Regions from separate parts of the Mus musculus genome. Here region 1 is linked to region 2. A link is a contact called in public Hi-C data. All regions are on one chromosome and are shown on one strand. Each heading gives the region's core, a stretch centred on a gene start, on an enhancer-like site or on the middle of the called end of the contact. The rest is flanking DNA. Distances are from core to core; before and after follow the strand shown. Region 1 overlaps Slc25a13 (solute carrier family 25 (mitochondrial carrier, adenine nucleotide translocator), member 13). Region 2 overlaps Dync1i1 (dynein cytoplasmic 1 intermediate chain 1).

Evidence for each region. Hi-C and Micro-C count contacts between places; a contact is called where the count stands out from the background.
Region 1: a Hi-C map of uterus shows a contact between it and region 2, with 4 times the contacts expected there. The contact joins two enhancer-like sites. A contact is called at or near these places in 11 of 484 Hi-C or Micro-C datasets (embryonic fibroblasts, embryonic stem cells, nephron progenitors and 1 more), 1 of 115 datasets of contacts at active chromatin or transcription factors (embryonic stem cells) and 1 of 9 other capture datasets (embryonic stem cells).

What each region holds. Positions count from the first base shown.
Region 1 is chr6:6,092,023-6,096,450 of GRCm38.p6, reverse strand. It overlaps Slc25a13 (solute carrier family 25 (mitochondrial carrier, adenine nucleotide translocator), member 13), which reads left to right. Exons shown (of 18, transcript NM_001177572.1): 13 at 1,224-1,304. Among named protein-coding and RNA genes, the nearest start is that of 1700019G24Rik, 120 kb to the right of the region's middle. Within about 2 kb of position 1,935, at least 7 of the 459 cell types and tissues checked have an H3K27ac peak or open chromatin away from gene starts, as enhancers often do. A contact at or near this core is called in uterus, where this site is marked.
Region 2 is chr6:6,020,935-6,025,462 of GRCm38.p6, reverse strand. The region is part of intron 16 of Dync1i1 (dynein cytoplasmic 1 intermediate chain 1); the gene reads right to left. Among named protein-coding and RNA genes, the nearest start is that of 1700019G24Rik, 46 kb to the right of the region's middle. Within about 2 kb of position 1,277, at least 5 of the 459 cell types and tissues checked have an H3K27ac peak or open chromatin away from gene starts, as enhancers often do. A contact at or near this core is called in uterus, where this site is marked.

The sequences.
Region 1 (4,428 bases), core at 686-3,185, 70 kb before region 2:
ATCATGACTTCTCATCCTAGCAGCAGCGTCAGTGACGTTCCTACAGAACCTACCATAGCAGGCACTTGATAGTCAGCTCAAGATGGGATTCATTGAGTCCGCACAGTAAGTGGGGCTGATAGGATTCAAGCAGCCTACACTCTCAGTCTCATGATTCACGAGTCAGAGACCCACAATGCTGAGTCAGGCTTGGGGACTGGTGACTGTGTCTTCCTGCTCTTATTCTCCATGCTGATGGAGTGCATGGTTAGGGTTTGTCCTCGGAGCATTCTAAGCCAAGGAAGGAGAGCTCTGGTTTCTAGCTGAAGTTTGCCCATCAGTGAGCTCACCTGCAGGTGGTCGGTACCCACTTTTAGTGTCTCTGGAGTGCATAAATCCTACATACACATCCATAAGGCCCAGAGCCCTAGAGAGTTAAACTCTGGTTTTTAGATAGGACCGTGTAGTCTTGGTCCCTGAAATGCTTCTGGTGGCACTTTATGGCATGACTGTGACATACCTAATCTCTGGCCCGGACCTGCCCAAGCGGTATAATCGTTGTTTCTTAAAATTGCTTATAGTACTTCCTCATCCAGAGACTATGATACTCAGCAAATATCTGTAAGTGTAGGACAGAGGGTTTTGGCTCGTTCTGGAGCTGGAATTACAGACAATTAGAAGGAACTTGAAATGGGTGCTGGGCATTCAACTGGAGTCTTCTAAAAGAGCGTAAGACACTGTTAATTGCTGAGCCATCTCTCTCTGGCCCTCTGAGGAAGGTTTAGATACTAAATATCTACTAAGCTGAAAAGAAAAAGGAAAAAAAAATAAAACCACTCAGCAGCCTAAATTTGTGTCAGTGAGGAGTGCTATTTTAAATTAAATGCTGTTAAAAGATTTACTATGACTTTAATTCCAACTTATAAGACATTTTTTAATTTATAGAATGTATGTTTTCATCTGCACTATCAATGTCTAGCTTTTCCTTCTACTATAATTGCAGGGCATCTGTAAATTTTTGCTTCTCTAGGCCATTTTTCTTTGAATTTATATCTATGTGATTATAAAATATAAATTAAAAACTACCTGTACACTATTAAGAGTATTTCTTAGATTATTTGAAGATCCATTAATTTAGGCAAACAGCTGAGAAAAAGTAACGTATATTGACAGATGTATATTTATATGTGTTTAATGATTTTCTTTATAGTTTTCATCTGCTTCTATAAATATTTCTCTTTAAGGTGAACGATTTTGTGAGAGATAAATTTATGCACAAAGATGGCTCCGTCCCACTTTTGGCAGAGATTTTTGCTGGAGGCTGTGTAAGTACCTTTTCTCGATTTCTTTCTGTATTGGAAAGCCGTTCTTCATTTATGTATCACTGCCGTGAACAGCAAGTGGATACTAAGACTTCTCTTTGACCGCAGATCCTGTGCAAGGCCAGTGTTTCCTAGACAGGCTGTGGTTCCTGAGGTAAAGGGTGAACTGCTGATCTTTCTCCCTCTTCTTCATTCATGCCTGTTAACATTTCTCACTGCTTGGAGTCAGCTCTGCCCTCAGCTTATCTTGCCAAGGACATGTTTGGCCCCTGAAAGACCTTTTACCACCCCTTCCTGAATTTTCTTCGTAGCATCTTGTTTCCTGTGGCATCCTCTGCTGGGTCACGCAGGAAAGTCTGTGGCTTGCGCTCAGCCTCTCCAGCTCTCTGCTTTGCTCTGTCTTGATAGTGGCCTCGAACATTCCAGCATCAATGCTTTTGGGAGAGAGGCTGAGAAACAGCTGGCCAAGGGTGTTCCGCCTTGTCAGAAACGTGTGGACTGATGGCTTTGGGCTATGGGTGAGCAACCTGCATCTTGGTCTAAAGCTCAAAAGAGCATTGTCTGCCTCTGGACCGTGGGCCGGTTTGTCCATGTGAATGCAACTACTTCAGGAAAATTAACTCTTGTACAAAAGGCTGGAGCCATTTAACGATAAGGTTCACTAAGTAAACAGACTTTGATCACCCAGGCAATACAGTATCAATATATCCACCCACTAACCTTAAGTAACTTTTCATATAAGAAAACATGAGGTCACATTTTTCTTTCTTTCTTTCTTCCTTTTTTTTTTTATTGGCCTGGTCAGGCAGCAAATGCACACATATTATTTTTCTTTTTCTCCTTGAAAATCATTGAGTGTAGAAGTTGGGCCAACACCTGAAATGCTTGTGTGGAAAAGGCACACGGGCCTGCCTCATGTTGAATGTAGGAGCTGCCAGGAGTCCTTGTTCCTGGTGACTTCAAGAGAGGATGGAATTTGACTGCTGCCTGACTCTTTGTTTGATCACTGACCTGTCAGAAGTGGCCAGGTAGGGTCCCGTGTTCTGTAACTCTAGGAGCATTGAGGATGGAGAAGGGGACCTTTATTTCCTCAATGCAAAGGATGCACGGTCATCATCAGAGGGTTCAGAAGTCCTTTCTGTTAAGTAGTCTTCACTGCAAGCAACACTGCCTTCGCCATTCCACTAGCAAGGAGTTCTATTTTTAATTAATTAACTAATTAATTAATGTGTGTGTTTGTGAATGTGTATTAAGTGTGTGCTTGCCCAAGTAAAGAATTAATATTTTCTGGAGCTAGAGTTAGTTGTGAGTGGCCTGAGGTGGTTGCTGGAAACTGCACTGGGCCCCTCTGGAAGGGCAGTCACTATCTGTGTTTACCTACTGAGCCACTCACCCGTCCAGCTCGCTTTCTAACATTTAAATAGGTGCTTCTGTGGGTTGGATCTAGCACAGTCCTTCGGAATGTTGCAATGAGCCTAAGACATTGAATAGATGTCTGTCTCCTGAGGCTGAGCCTAGCCTAGTCCTTGAATGTGTTGCAAAGAGTCTTGCCTGGCATAGCAGGGTACTTAGGTCAGGAAAAGATGGAGGTTTTATTTTATATTTTATAGATTACAGTTTTAAACTTCGTAGACACGTGATATTAGAGTTATGTAAGAATTTAAAATGTGAAATTGCTTCTATGACTCCAGTCAGGCCACATCATGGCACAGAGCATGGAGGTGTATTTTTTCCCTAATGCCTGTGCATGCGTTTGGAGGCTGAGGAGATTGGCTGTGGCATGCATTCATTGTCAAGGTGCCCTCTGTAGGTGGTCTTGTTTGCAAGTATGGTGGCCCATTTCAAACACAGAGCACTGATTGGCATCACAAGTGGTGCCTAGCTATTGTAAAGAGACGCACCCCCTTTCAAGCTTGATCTAAACACAGGCTTAAGATTGGAGCCACTTGGGTTTTACAGCTACTTAAAATATCTGTGAAATGAGGTTTGCCATCCTTTACCTCAAAGGCGGCCCTCTGAAGTTCATCTCTGGTTTTGCGTCCCTCCCCACACTAGTCAAGGCTTTAAGAAGAGTTTTAAGTTCAGTTAAGCAGTCATGTAGGGAGCAAAGATCCCAGGAGAGAGTAAAATGGATGTTTGTGTGCCTCTGTGTGTGTGTGTGTGTGTGTGTGTGTGTGTGTGTTGTGTGTGTGTGTCTGTCTGTCTGTCTGTCTGTCTGTGAGAGTGTATGTGTCTATGTGTGTATGTTATAACAGTATCTCTCCTATCCTTTTTTGAGGTCTCTCCCTTTCAGAGCTGGTGTATATCACAGAATAAAGTCCTGAGTTCTATGGGCTGGTCTGTGTGATTAGGAACACAAAGGGTTCTGTGACCTCGTGTCACATGAGCAGTTTCTTGCTTTAGCTCAGCCAAGCATCACTGGGCGTTGACTTTTAAGTCCCTTGGAGCTCAGTGTGCTGCGTGCGTTATTGCTGAGTGTTAGCACACATGGCTGACTTTTCCCTCACGTCAACCAAAGCTGTCCATTCCTTTGAACAAAGCCGTCTCTGGTTTACAATGGTTTTGCCAACGGGGAAAATACGCAAAGATCGTTGGCTTGTAACCTACCGCTCCATAGTGCTTGGCTGATCTCATTTATTTACTCATTTTAGAAGAATGAACTGGTTGGCCATTTGGAGGGAGACGGTCATCAGCATTTCAATAAAACGTATCCTATTCCTTGTTATTTTCATAAAATAGCATTTTGTAAAGCTGGTTCACATGAAAGGGCAAAGGTGAAACTTTTCTTTAGTTAAAAATAAATTTTAAATGTCTTACTGAGATTAGTTCTAGTATAGAATCCTGCCTAAATTTTTGACTTTAGTTTTCTAAGCATTTTTTAAAAAATAGATCAACAGTGAATGGTAGTGATATTTTCACCATAATCTGTAACTCAACTAGATGCTAAGAGTGGAGTTTATAAACTCTTACATCAGAAAGAAATCTTTGTGGTGGTGTTCTGATTTTTAAATTAGACTCACTGATGCAAGAATTCTGAGAGAAACTTGGGCCCCCTGGTTCCCCTTGAACAACATATATACACATTCTCTTTCCAGCCTTTCCCTTGTTGGTCACCACTCCTTCTGTA
Region 2 (4,528 bases), core at 28-2,527:
GGAACTCAATCAAGAGAGCATGACTTTTTCTCTCAGAAAATAAAGCTGGGAGAGTTACAAAGCTAAAGCACCTCTCACCTCTATATGACGTTAAACTTGAAGAAAAAACTGAGCCAACCCAGCAGCATCTGCTTACAGACAGATGAGGACCCCCCCCCCCACACACACATAAGACTATACTATTTCTTCATGCAGGAAAAATATTAACATCTGATGGCCTGCATAACATTTTATTGATAGCACTGTATAGGATTCATGCATCAGAACAGGAAATGTAGTAATCTTAGCAAGATGCTTAAGAAGTGACCTCTGTTTAGATTCTGGATCATCAAGTTCAAATAGTGGCCAGACACAGGTTGAAACTGGCAACCATGCATGTTATATTAAACCACATCTCTATTGTATAAAAACTAAATTTTCTCAAACCTAAATGTTTCTACTAAACAAAATTGTTCTAGCAGTTAAACTATGCAGTTATTCTAGCAGTTAAACTATTCTCTTTCATGGAACTGAAACCAATGTAAAATACTTAAACGCTAAAACATGATTTTCCATATGAAGGTTTGTCTTCACAGGCATTTAAATATGCAGATTATGCCTAAGGCATTTTGTAATATTCTTCTTGCTAATAAGCTAATAATATTTTGTGTAAAAATCACGCCACACATTCACACAAATATACACACATATTAAGCTTTTTTTTTTTAAAATTTCATTCCCTCAAGTGTTTTCCTTCCTGAAGTACATGTGCATTACAGAAATATTAGTTTGCTTTGTCTACATCAAATTCTGGAACAGAAATGATAAAAACACAATTACTTCTCGAATCTTGAAGTTCATTTTCCTAGCACATACGTTGCACCTTTTCACCCAGTTGGCTATAAAAATAACCCAACCTGAATGCACTGTTCGCTGTAGAAGCCACACAGCACACTGCTCCATTTTTAGAATGAAACATCACATCAGGAAACACTCTAAGTGTAATCTTAGCCCAAATGTGCGAATGTGTATTCACAGGTCATTTCCACTGCTGAAGTCACCACTGTTGGCATCTGAATGACTTGTAGGTGAGACCAAACAGGTGCTTCACAAAGGGGATGGCCACTCTTGTCTGTTTCTTATGACTCTAAACAAAATCTGTTTGGACTGAGCTGTCCTTCTTACCCTGGGAAGTTCCCAGTCTCTTTCATGGTGTTCTCAGACAGAGCAAGGAGTTGAGAGAAGTGCTGGGGCGTTTCTAACCACTCCTTACTCACTGGTTAGGAAAAGGCTTTGTTCCTACCCAGCACCTAATCAGCATGCACAGCGAGCGAGTGATTGAGCGAGGGTGCCAGGCCCTGTGTTAGAACCAGAGACCCTTGACAACCCTTTTGAAATGTGATGACCGGGAAGTGGAGGTGAAAATGAATGCTGGCTTTGGCCAAAATGAGTGCATACTGGCGTAGATTCAGAAACTGAATAGCATGGAGAAGTGTGTTCTTACTGTAAGTGATGTCTCCCTGTCAAGCAGGTAGCTGAGGCATTGCTTCAGCCTCTCTTCAGTTTCTATCAAGGCACGAAAGGCTAAAAATGCAGAGCACCTAAGCACCATTGAGGACTACACCCCTGCCCCTTGCAAAGAACTGTTTCCAATAATTCCTAAATCATTTCCACTTGTTGCATGGTGAGGTGGCTCATGCCTTTAACCCCAGCCCTTGGGAGGCAGAGGCAGACAGATCTCTGATTTGGTGGCCAGCCTGGTTTACATAGTGAGTTCCAGGACATCCTGGGCTACATAGTAAAACCTGGTCTCCACATAAATAAATAGATTATGATCGGAAAAGTATTTGCATTTCTCATGGTGATGATAATCCTGATCCATTGAAATATCCATGAGAGGCAATAAGGAGAAAAACACGCATAGTGAAATAAAGGCAATGCCAGACTTTCGAGACCTTCCGTTGGGCCCACTTGGATCTGGAAGCATTTTCTGCTGCAGATTGGTCGGCCGGAGTCACACTGTAGGTCATGGAAGACTCCTATTTCCCACTGCTTCTCAGAGCAGAGCTCACCCATAGCTGGTCCACCCTGCCTGAGAACTGCTGCCTAATCTGGGGAAGGGTAAAGTGTTTAAAGCATTTGAATGCCTTAAGCACCGAGGGCTCTGATTTCTAAGATAATAAACTCTCAGCTCGAGAAGCACCCACCTTTTATAGATCTGGAATGACCCTGTATTAACAGCCAGAGGATTGAAGGCCAAAGGTAGTTATTGAGGTAGCAATTTGGCGTTAAGAAAGAGGGGGAAATAAACCTCATACTCGGTCAGGACAATCGAGTCTTACTCTTATTTCAGTTGCCGGCAAGAGCCAGGCTTTATCCTCTCATTGCCTCGATTGTCAAATGGGGATGGGGGCATCGGACCATTTATCAACAGAGCCGTGGCGAAGACAGGAAAGGTAATCTGAGTGAAGAGAGACTGAGTCCTTCATACGGTATTCACACTGTAAGCTGTCACTCTGATGAAAGAGGGTCCTAAAACACGACAGGTAGCTTACACCTGTTCTTCAGTATGCTTCTGAGGACCATTTTTTCCTAAAAGAATGAACTCTGACTGTTATGAGAACATTAAGAAACCCATCTTTACCCACAAGGAAAAGGGAAATAAAGGCAGCTAAACAGTCTTCCCAAGTCAGTTTCACAAGTCCGTGTGGGGCAGGTAACACCTCACACTCTAAAAGGGCCAGCCCTCCACAGTAGAATGGCCGGCAGGTAATGCGTTTTGAGTTACCCGCTAAAAGATTCCAAAGACTGTAATCCAAAATTCTTAGGGGACAAAAGGTCACAAGCAAAGAGCAAAGGCACGAAACTTGTAGGAAGAAAAAAAAATCACATACGTGGATGATTTTAACTTCTCCCATATTCCTTCTGTCCACCCGACCTGTGTTGCTGGGTCAGGGGAGCTGAGCCGCTCTCTAAGTGGGTCAACAGCTGCCTGTAGCCTCACTGACTGGTGAGTCTGACCATAGTGTGTCCCACCTGGGCATCTTGGGTACCTTGTAAGAGGCACAGACAGGAGAGTAGCTAGAACTGGAGATAAAGCCAGAACTGGCTTTCATCCACCACAGAAAGTAGCCAAATGATGTTTTGTTTTGTTTTGTTTTGTTTTGTTTTGTTTTCCCCTCCCAGCTTGTCACTTTTTGCTGTGTGTCCTTAGGAACCTCTCTGATCTCCCTTATTTAGCTGAAGGAAATTTGAGAGTACACCTAATGACTGGTAGTAACATGAGTAAGAAAGAAACAAATGAACACAGTGCTTGGCCCCTTATAATCCCTGTTAAATGATGTCTCTTATTTTTTTTCTTTCTCCATGTTTATCCCCCTTCTTCTAATTTTTCTTTCTCCATGTTTACCCCCTTCTTCTAATTTTTCTTTCTCCATGTTTATTCCCTTCGTTTCCTTGCTTCTTTTCCTCTTCTATCTCTCCTGTTTTTCTTCTTCCTACCTCTCTAGAACTGCATTTTTTTACTTTATCTTGAAGCACTTTTTATTTCTCTGAATATTACACATGACTACCTAAATAGTTTGTTTTAAAAAAAAAATAGCTAACTTTACTGGGATAACTAAAGAAAGAGATTTTTTTTTTTTGATTGTAAGAGAAGTTTGTCATAGTTGCTTTATATTATCCATTAAAATTAAATTTAAATATATATATATTACTTCTAGATATATATGTGTGTGTACGTATATGCAAATATTCTCCACACCTCTATTATTTTTCCACATGGGACCAATGCATCTCAATGCAGCTTTTTCTTTTTCTTTTCTTTTCTTTTCTTTTTTTTTTTTTTTTTTTGTTACAGCATTTTCTGCAGCAGGATTCTACTTTAACCACAGGTTATAAGGCTGGATTATTGTTGAACACATTGTAATAAAAATCAAGTGATTATTTATAATCGGGGTTAAACACACAGGTATCATTCATGTGCCTCTTTTTATAAGCACACAACTAACAGCTCTGAACAGTCCTCCGTCAAGTCTCCCTCATTTTTCAGTAAATTCTAAGGATTTATAGTCCCTAGCAGCTGATTTTAAATAGCTGCAGTAAAGACTGTTTCAAGGATCATTTCTATACTCCATTAAATAGTTGCAGTTCACTTCTAGCTATGAATCTTTTTGTGATAAAATATATCTCAGGCACCATTTACAAATGCATGGTTGGAAAACCTTGGATAATTAAGAGGTTGAAAAAAATATTCCATAATCTCAATTAGTTTCTCAGTTCCATTAATCATGGCCAAAAAACTAAGTGAGGTGGTCTCTAGGTTCAAGATAAATACTTTTGTGGATGTGTGGTTCATCAGTGTCTTTGTAATCTTTCAATTAAGTGGAGTCATTTAAAAAAAGTCTGTGGGGCTATAACATGAACCGCCGATAGTGAACAGACACGAGAACGATGTCATATTCAATATTAACACCAGCAGGAAAGTTTTCTGCTAAAAAGATATTGTACAAATGACCTTTTTATTTTAATGCACACTGTTTCTAGTGCC